Regions from separate parts of the Mus musculus genome. Here region 2 is linked to region 1. The links are chromatin contacts, called in public promoter capture Hi-C maps. All regions are on one chromosome and are shown on one strand. Each heading gives the region's core, a stretch centred on a gene start, on an enhancer-like site or on the middle of the called end of the contact. The rest is flanking DNA. Distances are from core to core; before and after follow the strand shown. Region 1 holds the start of A330074K22Rik (RIKEN cDNA A330074K22 gene). Region 2 holds the start of Snai3 (snail family zinc finger 3).

Evidence for each region. Promoter capture Hi-C pulls out the DNA fragments that hold promoters and counts their contacts.
Region 2: a contact with region 1 is called in a promoter capture Hi-C map of embryonic stem cells, with 5 times the contacts expected there. The contact joins the promoter of Snai3 here to the promoter of A330074K22Rik in region 1. A contact is called at or near these places in 2 of 39 promoter capture datasets (embryonic stem cells and pre-B cells).

What each region holds. Positions count from the first base shown.
Region 1 is chr8:120,225,902-120,231,145 of GRCm38.p6, forward strand. A330074K22Rik (RIKEN cDNA A330074K22 gene) reads right to left here and starts at 2,329. Exons shown (of 3, transcript NR_110496.1): 1 at 2,024-2,329. It also overlaps a transcript of Gse1 not described here.
Region 2 is chr8:122,457,873-122,463,122 of GRCm38.p6, forward strand. It overlaps Snai3 (snail family zinc finger 3), which reads right to left and starts at 2,817. Exons shown (of 3, transcript NM_013914.3): 1 at 2,667-2,817. The coding sequence starts at 2,742.

The DNA.
Region 1 (5,244 bases), core at 1,079-3,578:
CCCCCATATGACTCAGCAGCGTCACCTGTCTTCTTCCTCCTCTGATTTGTGCCAGGGGATTTCCTGAGTCATTCAGCCGCTGAGAGAAACACAACCCACTCCTCCCGCCCACTTCACACACAGAGGCACACACACAAATATGTGCATACATGCACATACATTCACGTGCCTGCAGAGTACACACACACACACATGCCTGCCTGTAAACACAAATACATGTCTGTATAACACATAAACACATGTGTGCACCATACATATATGGATGTCTGGAGTTGCATATTCAAATACATATGCATGTGTATGTATCTATGCATTAGTACACACAAACAAATGTAAAACACGCATGTATGCCTACACTTGTTTACACAAACACCAGTACATACATGTGTATATACACAGCACATGTATGTATGTATCAACACACACACTTGCTAACATGCACATACATAGTCTCCTGTCATATCAGCCTCCTGTGCCAGGCATCTCTTGCTTTCATTTGGACTACCATGGAGGAAGCTTGTGCCCATTGCACATAGCAGGAGACTGAGGTTTGTAGAGTTATGAGGTCTGCCTCTGCCTTAGGTACACACAGCTGGCAGGATGGGGTTTAGGGCTTTGGACTTAGGTATGAAGCCAGTCTTGGCTATGCTGTGTGCAGGATGGACTTAGGAGGATTGGCTCTTGGGAGACAAAAGGGTGCAGGAGGCAGAAGAGGGCAAAGGAAATAAGAAAGAAAATGGACGATGAACAGACATGGAGGGAAAACGGCAGCCCCAGCTGAGATCCTAAGGCTGAGAGAGACTTAAGGGCTCTGAAGATGGGCAGCTGGGCCAGGCTGAGGGAGACCTGGGTGAGCTTAGGTAGGAACAGCTTTCCCAGGCTCCTTCCTATGGAGTGAGACACCCAGGCCCTTCCTGAGTAAGAACAGACAGGGTCCTTTCATCAGCCTCTCCTCTAACAAGGTATGAACCACGCCAGCAGCCAGGGGATGCCTCCCCGCCCTGGTCTGCGAGACAATTTGCTGAGCCAGCACTTTTTTGGGCCAGGGAAGGGACAGAGTCCCATCCTCTGCCATGTTGACACCCCACCCCAGTTGATTCTGGAGCTCTGGAATGTTAGGGATTCCCAAGAGGCCCTTCCTCCTGCTCATTTGGAGGGGGGGGGGAGCAGCCTTATTTACATGTCAGCTCACCAAGTGGTGGCAGTGGTGGTGGTGGGGCTCCTGCCTTTGGGGTTCAGGCACCATCTCCAGCTGGCAGGGTAGACAGCTGGAAGCTTCTGGAAAGTAACTGCTCACAGTTTTGAAGCTTTGAGGGCTCCTTTTACAGATGGGAGACGATTGCTTAGTGACCCAGCCTGAGCCAAAGGGCACCATCTGTGTGTGTGTGTGTCATACATGTGTGTGCCTGTGTGCCTAGGAGGCGCCAAGGACAGTCTCCAGCAGCTTCTGGGTGACAGGGGCCAGATGTCTGCCTGGGGAGGCCACATACTCCTAGCAGAACCCTGCTGCCTGGGTCTGAATCCTGCCTGGCCTCTTGAGTCATAAAATGAGGGGCATCCCACACTTGCTTCTTGTGGGGAAGTAACTAAGAGGCATGTAACAGCTCTGAACTTGGCCTGCAAAGGGTTTGTCTCTGCATTAAATAACTACAATGTATCTGCATACAATACACTAAGTCCTGGATATCTGTGGTCTCAGCAGGAACACTTTAACAAGAAGGAAAAGGGCACAGAGAGGTTGAGTCCTTAGTCCCAGGACACACAGTACCCTTCTTACCTCTACCCCTAGGGTGATCTGGTGGGCCCTGTCCAGTCAGAGGGAGGGGGAGAGGGGAGATAGGCTGGGAGGACTTTGTCTCCAGGGTGATGCAGGAGACAACTCCTCTTTCCTCTGTCTTCAAAACTAGGGCACTGGGCTTAGAAAGGTGACCCCCAACCCTGGGCTGCTGAAGGGCCAGGACCTCCCCAGATCTTGGAGGGGGGTTACCCTTCCCAAGCCTCCCTAGACACCCATCGTCCTCACCTGGCACTAGCGCGTCCGGCTTGACCTTTTCTTAAAGATCAGCGGCAGCGGCTGATGGGTTTCGTGGGTCCCAAAGGAGACCCTTCAGACAGCCCGAGCCACGGGCTGCAGAGCCCCTAATTGGAGCAATGAATCACCGCGGGCTCCTGCTGGACACAGAATAGACAGAGGAGCTGGGGCCTATTGTGCCATAGTTTGGGACACAGGGGGGTGAGGGGGTAGGAGAGGGTGGGGAGAGAGGAGGAGGGGGTGGAGGAGGGGGTTGGGGAAGAGAAGAGGTCAGGGGAGGAGGAATCGAGAGGAGAGGATGAGTCAGAGGAGGAGGGGCGGAGAGAGGTAAGAAGAGGAGGAGGATTAGAAGGAGGAGGAGGAGGTAGGGGAGGAGAGGAGGGAGAGGAGGATTAGGAGAAGGAGGAGTCCGAGTCAGGGGAGGAGGAGCCTGGGAAGAGGCGGGCAGCAGGGCGGCGCGAGGGAAGGCTTCTCCGCCTCCGCCTCCCTCCCGCGCCCTCCGCCCCGCGCCGCCCCGCCTCCCTCCTCCCCAATTAAATGACCCGACGCTCGGGCCGGCGCCGGAGCTCGCACATGCGGCCGCCGCAGCCGCCCGGGGCCCGTCGCCACCGTCGCCACCGCCGCGTTCCGGGCGCGCTCTCCGGCGCCGCCTGGGCCCGCGCCGCCACCCGCCGGGACTCGGCAGCCCCGGGCACCGCCGCGGAGACCCTCGGTGCGCCCCGGGCCGCGTGCGCGCCGCCGCGCGCCAAACTTTGCGAGTTGGGCGCGGGGCCTCGGTGCGCGCGGCCCGAGCAGCGGCAGCCGCGGGGCGCGCGGAGGCGGACGCGGCGGCCGGGCCATGAGCGGCCGGGCGGCGCCGCTCTCCCGTAAGCAGCGGCTCATGGCAGCGGCGGGCGCGGCCCTGTCGTGCTTCATCTGCGGCGGCGGCATCGCGCGCGGCAAGGAGCTGAAGCTGCCGGTGAGGCCGGCGGGCCCCGCGCAGCCCTTCTTCCCGTTCCTGCAGCAGCAGGAGCCGGCGCCCGGCGCGCGCGGGCTGAGCGCGACCGATGGCTGCGTGCTGGTGTGCGCCGTGTGCCGCTGCTTCCTGGCCGAGCAGTGGGCCGCCTTCGAGCGCGCGCGCACGCCCGTGGACAAGCGCGTGTACTGGCTCAAGAGGCCGCATCAGTGCGACGCGAGCGCGGCTGGCCGGCGCGGGGCCCGCGAGTGGAACACCGAGGACGCGCGCGACTCGGAGCTGTCGGAGCTGTCGGACGCCGACGCGCTGCCCGAACCGGAGCCCGAGCCCGAGCCCGAGCCCGAGCCGGAGCCGGAGCCTGAGCCCGAGGATGCGCACGACTCCAGCAAGTCCGGAGCCCGGCGCCGGCGCACGGGGCCAGGGGCGCACTGGGCTCCGGAGCCGCGAGCCAGCGTGCTGAGGGGCATCCAGGAACCCTGGCCCGGCCCCGCTGCGCCCGACGGCACGGACGGCGCCGCCTCCAGCCGGCCCGCGGCGCCCCCAGAGCGCAGTAGCACCCCCGAGGGCAACGACGTCGCCGGGAGCCTCGGGGACGAAGGGCTGGAGCGGCCTCCCCGGATACCCGCGGACAGCCAGGCCCGCTGTTGCTACGTCTGTGGCTCGGCGCTGTCACCGGCCTCGCAGCAGCAGATCCACGTGCAGAAGCAGGAGACTCCCGCCCAGGCGCCCTTCTTCCCCTTCCTGTGGCTACATAGCCCCCCGCCCGGCGCCCAGCCCATCACTGAGGCGGGCAGCACCCTCGTGTGTCCCTGCTGCTTCTCGTCCCTCACACACCAGTGGCAGAGCTTTGAGCTAGCCAACGTGCCGGTCTTGCAGCGGCTCTACGTGGTGCCCCTGAACAGCCACGCCCCCGGCATGGCCTCCAAGGCCCGGAGACTCCCTAGGGAAGAGGTTCCCGCCCCCACCGCGGGGCTACTGCGGGAAGCCTGCTACCTCTGTGGGGAGGACTGTACACGGGATGCCCGGGCTGTGCCCTCCCGCCTTGTCAACGGCAACTCTGGGGGCTCCATGCACTTCCCCTTCCTTAGCCTCCTGCCCTGCCCACCCAACGCTCGGCCCCCCAACAAGCGCTGCGAGGTTCGCAGCTGCCCCAAGTGCTTCAGCGTCTTGGAGGACGTCTGGGCCCTGTACCGGGCATCGCACAACCGTGAGCTCATCAGCTCTGTGCAAGGCTTCCTGGGCAGGTACCACCAAGCCTTCTCTGCCTCGGACCCTACCCTGAGCGAACTGCCCGCTTCTGCGCAGGGAGGCCCGCCTGCGGTCTGCTACATCTGCGGGGCTGAGCTGGGGCCGGGCAAGGAGTTCCAACTCAGCATGAACCCCGCCAGCCACCTGGGCGAGAAGGAACCCTTTTTTCCCTTCCTCACCGTCTATCCGCCCGCCCCACGGGCCAGGCCTGCAGACTCCACGGGCCTGGTGGCAACCTGTGTGCTCTGCTATCATGACCTGCTGGGTCAGTGGCTGCAGCACGAAGCCAGAGCCGCTCACCAGCCGGTCAGCGCCTGGTCGAGGCAGTACCAAGTGGACACATTCGTGTGCTTCTTCTGTCAGCAAGAGAAGAAACGGTGTCTGGGGCTGAAGTCAGTGAGAGTGGCCAGGCTCCCCTTGTTCCTGTATACCCTGAGAGCCAGCCACAGCCTGTTGGTGGATGATGGCCGGCAGCTGATCATCGGTGCCTGTGTGGAATGCGGGACCCTGGTTTGTGCAGGCCAAGGGGTTGCCAGCCAGGGACCCATTGGCTGGAGCTCCCCAACGGCAGGAGTAACAAAGGTAAGTAGTGGCTTTCATCTCCTGGAGCATCAGTGTTGTCAAAAGAGAGATGTCTTCTGTTCCTCGGTGGTGGTATTGGTTCAGCATGGTCTGTCCCAGCAGGAGGCGTTTTCTTTGGTTTGTGAGCTTGGCTGACCTTGGAGGCATGGGGCAGGAGGTTGGAGGATCTGGGGGCAGGAGTGGTTGAATAGCTGCTGTTGGAATCAGCAGGCATGGGGCTGACACTGGGCGTGTTTGCTGCCCATCTATCAAATGGAGGAAGTTCAGGGCAAGGCTGTCGGATGCCCGATAACATTGGTAATTAGTGCAGCCACACAGGTCACCCGGAGGTCCCCGTCGCGAGTTCCTCTCACTAGCTCCTGGCCGCCTCCTCCTCCTTCCCAAGATTCTCACCCAAGTGCCTTTCGTTTGAGTCTTCCCGGTGGCT
Region 2 (5,250 bases), core at 1,567-4,066, 2.2 Mb after region 1:
GGTAGGGCGCTTGCCTAGGACTCAAGGTGTCCCGGGTTCCTTCTCCAAACTGGGTGTAACGGTGCACATCTGTAATCCTAATTAGGAAGGCAGAGGCAGGAGGATCGGAAGCCGAAAGTCATCCTCAGCCACAAAGAGTTCAAGGTTAGCCTGGGATGATACATGGGACACCTACCCCTCAAAAACAGGGGCTATAGGAATCTCTCTTTCTCCAAAGACAATACACAGGTTGGCAAGATGGCTGAGCAGGTAGACTTGCTTGCAGCCAAGTCTGCCAACCTGAGTCTTATATCCCCAACCCATAAGATGAAAGAGGAAAGCTACGTGCGTGTCATCTCTGACGTCCACACACATCCCATGATATATGTCTCTACACCCAAATAATATTAAGTTTTTGTTGTTGTTATTTTTGTTTTTTCGAGACAGGGTTTCTCTGTTCAGCCCTGGCTGTCCTGGAACTCACTCTGTAGACCAGGCTGGTCTCGAACTCAGAAATCTGCCAGCCTCTGCCTATCCAGTGCTGGGATTAAAGGTGTGCGCCACCACTACCCCTCAAGTTTTCTTAATTAAAAAAGAGTAACATATTTAAAAAGCATATGGGCAGTGTGCACACGAGGAAATATCCATCATTAGGCACCGAAAAGATGCAAATTAAAACCACATCAAGGTAGCATGTTTTACTTCAGGGATGGCTAGAACTTGCAAGAAGAGACAAGTGCTGGCAAGGCTGTGGGAGAACCAGGAAGTTAAATCCCATTACTTTCTCCCTACCAGACATATTGCTCCTAATTATATAGCCAGGGAATCATACTCTGGATTGAAGGAGGAGAGAGCAGGACTGCTAAGAGACTCTGTCAGCAGAGTTCTGGACCACAGAACGTGGGAAGTTTCCCTGGGGTCCTGTCGGAAGGAAAGTCTCCACCTCTACCACCAAGGTACTGCCAGGTTCAGACACTGCGTTCTGTGTCCACTCCACAGGCAGAGGAAAGCAACCTCATGCAGGTGGGAGCGACCATGGCTTCTGCATATGCCTTTCCTATGTTGTCTTGCACTTTGGTGATTTCTGCAGCTTTGGTTTGCCGGGAGATGAGGGTATCAATGCCCCGTGGCTTGAGGAATCCCTGAAGCCCCTTCGGAGGAGGGAAGGAGAACTCCAGGCCTCAGCACCTCAGTATACTCTAGGGAGACATCATAATAGGAAGAGAGTCACTGGGACCATGGGGGCCTGGGAAAGCCAAGAGCGACCGCTAAAGGGCATTAAGGCTACTCTGGGAACCTCCTGTCCGAAACAGGGCCCTGCAGGACCTGATTTGCCCATTTAAGAGGTAAGCTGGGGAGCTGGGCGTGGTGGTGCACGCCTTTAATCCCAGCACTTGGGAGGCAGAGGTAGGTGGATTTCTGAGTTCGAGGCCAGCCTGGTTTACAAAGTGAGTTCCAGGACAGCCAGGGCTACACAGAGAAACCCTGTCTCGAAAAACCAAAAAAAAAAAAAAAGGAAGTAAGCTGGTATGTGCTCTCCAAGTGCAATCTAAGGTTTTAACTCTTAAAACAATGGCCTAGGGCCAGAGGCATGGCTCAGTGGTAAGTGCTTGACTAGTCTTGTGTGGGGCATTGATTCTATCCTCCATACAAGGAAAAAAAACTACATTCACTATAAGTACAACTTTCTACCTCCTCTGTAAGGAGACCCAACCACCCAACCAAAAGAAAAATCACACTCTAATAGCGTCTGTTATAGAACTGCTGTTGGTGACTCACTAAATTGAATCAAAAATGTCTCCCCCACCCCCAAGAGCAGGGTCCTAGATAGCACCCCCTGGTGGCAGCAGAGGTGATGATGGGGCCTGATCCAAGAACTCCCACCAGCTGGGGCTATATGAGGGGTGCTGGCCTGAGGCCCGACATCCAAAGTGTCCCGAGGCACTGGGCAACTTCCTAGTAGGTCTTTCTCTGAGAAGTTGCCCACCTGAGTGGGGGTAGCTCTGACCATCAGGCTGGCTCTGAAGATTAAGGGTTCTCTTCTCAGGTGCTCAGACCTAAAGCCCCTGAACCTAGCCGTAAAGGTGGACAACTGAGCCTGTTGTGTGGAGGTCGGCTCTTCCTTGGTCACTGCACCAGGAGAGCAAGGAGGCTTCTGGGAAGAGCGAAGACCACCAGAGGTTGTTTGCTCTATCAATGAGCTCACCACCCACGAGGCAGGATGCTCTGGGGGAGTCCTGCCTTTTCTCACCAGCCACCATCTGCGGGTAGGACAAGTTTCCTGGCCTTGTGGTTAGTGAGACCTTCTTTAGGTGGGTGTATACAGCGCCTGGGACATACTTTAAGTTTGGACCCTTCCAGACCTGCACAGAGAGGACTTCAGGACTTCAGCTGAGCAGTCCGCAGGGAGAGCTCCGGGGAGATCTGGGGCTCAGGAAACTTTGCCAAGTGGGGAGCCCAAGGCATGCCCGAATCTTCTGAAGCAGAGAAGTTAGTTGCCCTGGGCACATCCCTCTTAGAGCCCCAGTCTTAAGCCAGAAGGGGAACCTCCTCCTCTGTTGAAATGGAAAACTCTAGCCCCTTCCCCTCTCACCTGGGGCAGGTGTGACCCAGCTCCCAAGGACTTCCCAGCTGCCTCCAGCCCCGAAGCGCTGCGAGCTGGGGGCGGAGATCCGGCCAACCCCTACCTCTCAGTGTCTCCAGTTTCCCGTAGTTGGGGACCCTGTGACTGGAGTGCGTTTTCACCAGGAAGGAGCGCGGCATGGTCCCCTCCCGAGAGCAGGCAGAGTCTAGCCAGAGCCTGCAGCGGGATTACCGACTGCAGAGTCTGGCGGCGCCGGCGGGCCGCGCGGCCGGCAGGTGCGAGAAGGGTCAGGCTCATTAGCATAGCGCACCACCTCAGCCAACCAGCGCGGAGCACGGCGGGGCGGGGCCGCGAAGCCACGCCCAGGACAGGTGCGCGGGCGGGGAACCCGCCGCGTGGTCGGCGGTGTCTGCCCCACGGGACTCCGCTGGCCCGCGTCATGGTCACGCACCGACCCCGCGGGGGCTCGCCATCGACCTGCCCTGGATGAAAGAGCAGAGTTCAGGGTTAGGTGACAGGTGCCAGCCAACTTGGCCGAGCAGAGTCCCTAACCTCTCCAGCATCCTTTATAATCCATGCCCAGGAGAGTCGGAACAGCCCTGTCTGGTTGTCTAGGCTCTCCGTGTGGATGTTTACGACGTTAGAGTCTGGTGGGACAGTCTCTGGGGTAGGTGGACAGAGCACCAACTGGGTGTGTCTGTCTGTGGCTGAGTAGCAGGGCTGTGTGGCCAGAACTGAACTTTACCCTATAACCCCACATTCCTTGGCATCTGTGGGCTGAGGTGGGAAGGGAAGGTGAGTCGGCAGCGTAGGAGACAGTGGGGGAAGGGGCCTGAGTCACCCTGGCGTTCACATTCACGGTTGCAGGGCACGGTAGCTGGTGTCATTCCGTTTCTGGGAGAAAAGCAAGGTTCTGAGAGTTCTGTGGTCGACAGAACTGGTAACATTAGCCCACACTCCTGGCTGGTCAGATGTGGCTGCAAGTACTCTTTTGTTATGGTGTAATTGTGTGGAAATAGGGCATCTGTGGGAAGGCTATCTGAGGACACATTCCTGCTGGCTGCCCATTCCCCTGTACCTTGGATTTGTAAGTAGCCTTTTTTGTAACCTCTCCCCTTCCAGGCATAGATAAAAAGCCTATGGTTCCTAAACCGGCTTGCACTTGCATATCCTTCCTGTCCACCCACACAATGCGTAGCCTTGGGCTGACTCTCCCAGCTCATCTCCTAACCTCCTTAAAGAGGGATGATCTGGCCTGCTTGAGGGGAACTGCCAGTTTCATGAAAGGTGCTGGGCCCACCTTTGAGGCGGGGCCCCAATAGGCTTCTGACATTCATAAGCCATTACCGTGAAGGAAATTGGAGATCCCCACTTCTCTGAGCCCCCTCACCTTGCTGCTGTGCAAGTTCATTCTTCAGCTATGACTCACAGTTACAGGCCAGCAGGCTTCATGCAGCCCCAGGGAAGAGGTAGTAGCTGTCTCCAGCACTGGGGTTTAAAATTCTTAAGCCCACGGCTGTGGGAAGCCTTCCCAGCGGGAGAGAGGCTTGCCTCAGCCAACACAAGCCTCTTCAGGGCTTTTCCTAAAAAGGCTGAGACAAGCTGTCTGTTGCCTACGCACGCTGTGTTGCTCCTTCAGCAGAAGTACAGGTTTGGGAACCACGCAGGGCCCCACGCAGATCTCAGCCACCCCCAGAAGCACATGGAGCGGGCCACAGGAAAACCAGCAGCCCTGACAATAGTGAGGTACACTCACCCAACAACTCCACCTGCTTCCTCACAGGGGGCTCCCACCGACCGGCCCACAGGAGGAGATGCAGTCTGTTTATGCCTTGGTCCCTGGTATATTGCCAGAGCTAATAGATAGTGTCACTCATGGGTCGGACTGTGTCTATTCAATGTATTCAACTGTGTGATTTAATTCAGATGCTAAATCTTTACAGATGTTGCAGATTCAAGAGAGCTTAACCCACTGATTAATGTCCTAGCAAAGAGGGCAATGGGACTTTGGTGTGCACAGGGGTGGTGGGAGAGTTGGGATAGAGGCTTAAGGCCTGAGTGGTTAGCAACGAGGGAGCCCTTGTCCCCTTCCCTTGCTGATACACCTCCATGTTGGACTTCTGGCCTCCAAATACGTTTCTGGTGTTCTCTCAGAGGAACACTCTGTGGTATGCCATTCCAGAGGACCGCGATAACTTGCACTGATGACATCCTGAAAGCATTGGGTCAGCAGACTGGGTCTGCCCTCCAGAAGTCCAGCAGACTGCCCATCACAGCCTCCGTGGGGGACACAGCTGTCATGGCCCCGCTCTCAGGGCCACAACCTTCCTTCCCTGTGGTTTCCCGGGGTGTCTGGAGTTCAGAACTGTGCATTGATTAAGGGAGGTGTGATCTGCAGATAGCCTCACCAGTCCATCTTCCTCCTGCTCTTCCCGGAGGAAAAGCTCAGAATGAGGGTGGAGGCGGGCTCAGCCTCCCCACTCCCTTGGCCTGACACTGAGTGCAAGGATTGCTGCAGAGGGTCTTTGATCTACAGAAGGCGTTCCGCTCGCTATCAAGAGATTTCAGTTGGAAATAGCCTTTGTAGAGGGAGTCCTTGAACAGCGCCAGGTCTGGACACCATTGTGTGCGGGTGAAGCCTTTTTCTCCGGTGTTTTCAGTGCTCAGAAGGGGGCAGAGAGCGCTGA